Linked DNA regions of Mus musculus: region 2 is linked to region 1. The links are chromatin contacts, called in public Hi-C maps. All regions are on one chromosome and are shown on one strand. The core of a region is the stretch at or near the end of the contact, and the rest is flanking DNA. Distances in the headings are between cores, read along the strand shown. Region 1 has its middle 11 kb from the start of Gm35537. Region 2 holds the start of Alg6 (asparagine-linked glycosylation 6 (alpha-1,3,-glucosyltransferase)).

What was found. A called contact is a pair of places that touch in the nucleus more often than the background predicts.
Region 2: a contact with region 1 is called in a Hi-C map of centroblasts, with 2.3 times the contacts expected there. The contact joins the promoter of Alg6 here to the enhancer-like site in region 1. A contact is called at or near these places in 4 of 39 promoter capture datasets (cranial neural crest, hippocampal neurons, maxillary cranial neural crest and 1 more), 5 of 484 Hi-C or Micro-C datasets (centroblasts, embryonic stem cells and pre-B cells), 8 of 115 datasets of contacts at active chromatin or transcription factors (embryonic stem cells, large pre-B cells and stem cell-derived neural progenitor cells) and 1 of 9 other capture datasets (adipose tissue).

The regions. Positions count from the first base shown.
Region 1 is chr4:99,352,700-99,355,935 of GRCm38.p6, reverse strand. No RefSeq gene overlaps it. Among named protein-coding and RNA genes, the nearest start is that of Gm35537, 11 kb to the right of the region's middle. Within about 2 kb of position 1,520, at least 20 of the 459 cell types and tissues checked have an H3K27ac peak or open chromatin away from gene starts, as enhancers often do. A contact at or near this core is called in centroblasts, where this site is marked.
Region 2 is chr4:99,714,137-99,717,372 of GRCm38.p6, reverse strand. Alg6 (asparagine-linked glycosylation 6 (alpha-1,3,-glucosyltransferase)) reads right to left here and starts at 1,743. Exons shown (of 15, transcript NM_001081264.1): 1 at 1,667-1,743.

The sequences.
Region 1 (3,236 bases), core at 271-2,770:
GTTATTATTATTATTATTATTATTATTATTATTATTATTATTATTTCTGTTTGAAATTTAAGAATAAGGCTTTGAAAGGACAGGATATCCTTAGGTGCACACACCCAGGTTACAATTGAGAGAACAGAGGACACACCTCTCAGACGGAAAATCAAGGTGTGTCATCCCTGTTTTAGGGGACAAACATGAAACTGGCATTTCATTTTAAGCAGAAAGGCATTTTCTGTCTTAGTATCCCAATACAAAAAGAGAAATAGATTCCTGTAGGACAGGCCAGTGGGAAGAGGGGTTCCATTTTAAAATGCTCATTGCAATGAAAAACTATAACGTCCAATGTGAGCCAATTCATTGAGGCCTTACATTCATTTGTTGAGAACAGTGGGGGCAGCAAAAACCCTCAGAGCCAATCGGGAGCGGCAGGATGGAAAGGTCAGCCCCCGCTGGGGAGGTGTGACTATCCGACTTTGTTAAAATGATGGTATTCGACAGAAGTTACATCTGAGGTCAAGTGACCGCAATAACAGGGACAAGAAGAGCTCTCAAATCATTCTCGAGGATGAAAATGACAGGGAGCTGACATCATATCTGAGGTGAGATGAAACTCAAATCCTTGGCAGCTGCACACTTCACCTGCTGATGGGCAGCCTGACCCCACGAATCTCATAATCATACGGAGTCAAGAGGGGACCAGAGCCTGCGGCAACACGAGGCTCAGCTCCAGCACCTGTGGGGAGCTTCACCTCGGTCTCTGCTTCAGAGATGATGTTGTTAAAAGTTTCAATACGCAGCTTGAACCCTTCCAAATCTATGTCTGATTAGAAAAAATGGATTCCACCTACAGGCGTGGGATCTCTCCCCTTATGTAATTTTTCTCCACTCTGGGGATTTCTTGGCTAACGTTTTCTGCAATAAAATGTGTGTTTTAGTTCAATGACTGTCTTGATGTTATTTAAAGGTTCCACCCAATTCCATTCAAGAGGTAAGAACAGTCTCTAATCTGGGTTAATCTTCTAGTTTCAAAACTACGTAAGGAGCTCTGGGAGGTGGGCGGGGAGAAACTGATTAATTACAGCCCGACTTTCTCAGACCGACTGCAGAGGAGATGGTCTAGGTGGGTGAATATATTAACTCATGATAAAAGACTCAAGACAAGGAGGCCTAAACCACATTTGAATGGAAAGCAAGTGTTAAAATTAAAAACCCAAAAGAGGAAATGTTACGTTTAGCCAGCTGTTACAATGCTGCTACGAGCTCCATCCTCTCTTCCTTGTATTTGTTCTGATATGAGACTCAGTTGGTATGGTAGTAGTGTGCTCAAAGAAAGGTGTGTGAGTTTGTGTGTGTGTGTGTGTGTGTGTGTGTGTGTGTGTGTGTGTGTGTGTGTGCGTGCGTGCGCGTGCGCGCGCGCGAGAGCGCAAGCGTGCATGTGCACGTGCGCATTCATGTGTGTTTTCTTGCAAAGAGAGGACGTCGAGGTGTGGCCCATTTGCATAACCACAAACTGCTCTGCCTCCCCATGTACAGCAGGCTTTTCTCCCTGCCAATACATTTCGGCACCCCAAAGCCAATAAATACAGTTGTCAGCGGGGGGGGGGGGGGGGGGGGTTGTGGAGGGATGAATCAGCATGTATTTAAATCAAAGACAGCTGTGAAAGACTACCTTAGCTCTGTTCCTGGACCTGTCAAACCACTGAAGAGATTAAACATCTGACCCTCTTCATCCCCAACATTGTTCCACAAGAGACATTTCTGTCACTATTCCTGCCACTTGGCTTTCAAAGATGCCACAAAGCCTCGGGCGACCTCTGCTACATTTCAGTGGTGTTTATTGATTTCTGACCCAGTGCTTAATAGTTTTCCCAGTCCCCCTGAATGGCTTTTGTAAGCAATGGGGTTTGTGCATCTCTCCGATCAATACCTTTTATATTTACAATAAAATTGAAACTGCTTCTGCTGGGGGCACGGTCCAGCATTTGTCATCCTTCAGAGAGGGAAAACTATGTCATTATCTGAATTAAAACATTTATTTCTGATTAAGAGAGTGTCCTATCTCATTAATTTTTCCCTTTCCAATAGAACGGGAATAGAGCCCTATTGATTTCTGCACTTTTACACATCTCCACTGCTGGGAAGATAATTGAGAAGTTAGCCAGAATAAATGAAGTTTCAAGTCTAGTGGGCCAGCCAATACCTTCCAAATTCAAGGTGTTTTTATGAAGCTGGATTTTAATTTGTTGGCAAGCTGGAGCAGTAGGACTTATTCGACTGAGTAAATTGGATTAAGGGTGGAATCGGCCCTCAGCCTGTCTCCAGGAACAGGGAGGGTCTGGCTCCCCACGGACAGCACAGCCTTCCTTTGGATTTATGCTAAGACAGCTTCCAAATTGCCCTCTTCGAACTCTTGACTTGCTTCAGGAAGTGTGGATCACTGACCCAAAAGCCTATTAACTTGTGTTTCCCTTCCTCGTGCCCGTCACCTAAAAAACAACCCAGTCTAATCACAGTTTGAACTAGACCTTCAGATTGTCTGCACCAATTGATTACACTTTATTAGAATAATGGGCCCAAATCCAAGCTTCATTAAAAGGAATTCCCTCTGCTTGGAACCCTTTATTCCAGAGACCTTTCTATTACAGGCCCTGATGGCCCCACACAGGGAATACTGCTCACTCGGATATTTTTCTCATTAGAAATTAACAGTCGTTTGTACTTATTTCCATATGCAGAGCCCAAGATCTGTCTGCTACAAGGAAGGCTCCAAAATGCACAGCCTCCAGGCTAGGAGGACACAAAGCTGCAGATGAATGGCATCCCAGCCAGCTTTGGGAACGTCTTAATTTGTTATTTTCTCTGTAATTTATTTACCACTGGCCCACTGCTTTTAACACTCACGTTTGTGTCCATGTGTCTTCAGCCCCTTTAGGAAAAACAGCCCTCATCCTCTCATTAAAGAATGGCGTTGAAGGCTCAACAAGCCTTTCAGGGAAGACATTTACAAAAAACGCCTCCCCTGGTGACCTGCAGATAGTGATCAGCAGAGGGAAGAGTTGGTCCAGGAGTGAGGCTGAGAAGCTCCATTCACGCCACAAGTTGAGGTGAATGTGAAGATCATAGCTCCTCTGAGAAGTAAAGGAAGGACTGAAAATTAATACACAAATGGCAGGCTTCAGATTGGATTTATGTGATTATAGGGCGGCCCGTATTGGGTAGGCATGCTCAGGCACATGTGCATGGTA
Region 2 (3,236 bases), core at 494-2,993, 360 kb before region 1:
ATTTTTTAAAAAAGAAAGAAAAGCACCAGTCTTGCCAATAAGCCAGCCTGGTGGGAGCATTTTTTTTTTTTAAGGTTTATTTACTATTATATCTAAGTACACTGTAGCTGTATTCAGATGCACCCGAAGAGGGCGTCAGATCTCATTACAGATGGTCATGAGCCACCATGTGGTTGCTGGGATTTGAACTCAGGACCTTCAGAAGAGCAGTCAGTGCTCTTAACCACTGAGCCATCTCTCCAGCCCGGGAGCATTTTTTTTTTTTTTAGTTGAAGTTCTCTTCAACTAAAGCTTCCTACTCTAGCTTGTCGAATTGACAGTAAACTAGCCAGCACACATGTATGGTACTACAAATTAATAAAAAAAATAAATAAATTGAGCTAGAGAAAGTAGCCAAGGAACTAAAGGGATCTGCAACCCTATAGGTGGAACAACATTATGAACTAACCAGTACCCCGGAGCTCTTGACTCTAGCTGCATATGTATCAAAAGATGGCCTAGTCGGCCATCACTGGAAAGAGAGGCCCATTGGACTTGCAAACTTTATATGCCCCAGTACAGGGGAACGCCAGGGCCAAAAAGGGGGAGTGGGTGGGGAGGGGAGTGGGGGTGAGTGTATGGGGGACTTTTGGGATAGCATTGGAAATGTAAATGAGGACGATACCTAATAAAAAATTAAAAAAAAAAAAAGAATTGAAAGAACACCCTGCATTGTATTTAACCATACATTTTTAAAGCCACAGATCAACAACAGAAACAACAACAACAAAAATTACCTAAGGGGGTAGGGTTAATGAGGAGGGGGGTTCTCTGGAGAGGTCTTGTGAGATGAAATGAATATTGTTATTTGAACTGAGAAACAGAAAAAGATACGTTCCCTGGGTGAGTGATGAGCAACAAGTTCCAGTAGAATTATGTACAGTATGGTTCTGCAAGCATGTTATTCCAACAAACGAGCTTATGAGGAAATGCCATTCACTTGTTATTCAGAACAAAATTGCTATGCGAGCAAAGATCATTTCTAGTCCTTTCAATGTCCTTCCATCCTTAGAGTTCGGTTGGCAGAAAGCAGGAACCCACTTGACTAGAGAAGGTAGTCGGGGTGGACAAATGTGGGCAGGAGAAGGGAGGAGAGAGTGAGGGATACTACATTTTCGGAAGTCCTGTGTGAAACACAGTGAAACACGAGGTCTCACCGTGTTGCTCTGGCTAGCCTAAAACTCTCCAATGTAGAACAGGCTGGCCTGGAAACCTGAGATCCTCCTGCCTCTGCCTCCCAGTGCCACCATTCGGGCTATCTCCCCCTTAAACAGCAGGCGACTGCTGTGCCACCTGCAAGAGCAGCTCAGCAACTTTCTCAGGAGGCCACGCACAGATAGCAGGCACATCCCGACAAGGGGCCAGACCGTCAAGTCCCAGACTTCTTTTTCCTGCTAAGGTACCCTCGGGACATCAGCCTCGGGAGGGACAGACCCACAGGACGGCGGGGACAGGGTCGCCGAGGCCAATCCGGCCAGGCCGCGTCACTTCTGCAGGACAGCCACACGCCGGGGATCTCGGGGATGGGCGAGACCTCCCAACAAGCCCCCGAGAAGCCCGCTCGAGCCGGCTGCCGGGACCTCCCGACGCCTGCCGCCTCCAGACCTCGGCAACCCCAGGCTCTTACCAGCCTCTGCTCTCCAGAATTGGCGCCCGCAGAGAACCAGCGAATGCGCCTGCGCACTCACAGCCCGAGGAGCACGCGCGCTCCCAGCGGCGCTCACGGGAGCGAGCCCGTAAGGCGAGGGGGCGGAGTGGTGGGCGGAGTCATCGTGGAGGGGCGGGACTGGGAGAGCTAGACTGCCACGTTGCGGGAGGCGGGGTGCAAGCCCTGGAATTCGAGAAGCCTGGCGGCTGGGGTTAGGTCAGGGGCAGGTGGAAAGCCCCTTGCTCCTCTTTCCCGGGACCACGGCCAAAGCTTGAGCGGCTGCTTAGCCCACGGATTCCTGTGAGGGGCGGCTCCTGCGCTCTTCGCACTGGCGAGCCCTTGGCCAGTCCTCATCCCGAGTGGCAGGTCTTCCTCCTGGGTCAGTGCCCTACAGCAGCCAGCCTACTTTCTTAGAGCTAAGCAAAGACTACTTGCCCCAGTAAAGTTGAGAAGTTACTTCTAGTGAGAAACCGTTTCTAGAGCCTCTGGGTTGAGCCTATGAGCAGCAATAGCTACACACGGTGACATTCTCACCTCTAGGGAGGCTGAGGCAAGAGGATGGAGAGTAAGAGGGTCAGCCTGAGATACACAGCAAGACCCTGTCCCTGACCCGCCAAAAAAAAAAAAAAAAAAAAAAAACTCCGTCCCAGAATAGACACTACATGCCCCATCAGGCAACTTGAACCATCCGTTCCCACATTTGCCAAAAATAATATCCCCCTCCTTCCCTCACACCCTGCTTTTGATTTGTGCCATTTTGTAGACACCAACTCTGACATAAGTGAAAACAAATATTGAGTATTGCTGGGGGAGGTGAATTGGGGGTGGGGGAAGAAGTATGTGTTACCTGTGTGTACTTGAAGAGATCAAAGGTCGATGCTGGTGTCTTTCTCTATCCATCCCCACCTTACATTTTGAGACAGTCTTTCACTCAACCTAGAGCTCACCTGTTTGACTACACTGGAGTCTCTGCTCTCACAAAATTCTCTTCAAAAAGCATTTCCCATGCAAAAAAAGAATAGAAAGCAGCACAATGAAGTGCACACTGTCACATTAGTAGTATACACACCACAGTCCATGGGAGTTAAGACAAGACTTGGACTCGGTGTAAACTATTAACTGTCAGGAAAGGCTTCTTCCTGAATGAGCCACCTTAGCTTTGAAAGAAAAATCAGACACAGGTGATAATGGATGTGTCAGAGGGAAAAGTTATGGTTAGACCAGGGTGAGAACTAGGAAGGGTCAATGGGACAGGGGATGTGTAAAGGTCTTTGTAATGTAGGAAGTGTGCAGGACAGCAAGGTTAAAGGAAAGAATATTATGGGATGGTCCCCAAGGTAGTGTGTTGGGAAGCTTGGAATCGACTTGGAAGAAGATGCTACACTGTAGTGAATTTGATGTGATGTCAACACAACAAAATACTAACACTTGTGTGCCACTTGTGAATCAGAACCTAGGAAAGATGCTGGAGCTAAAGATAGAACGTTTTTATTTGCTGAAGAAATGAGGGAGCTAATGGGGAAGAAAGATAAGCAGCTGTACTTAAGTG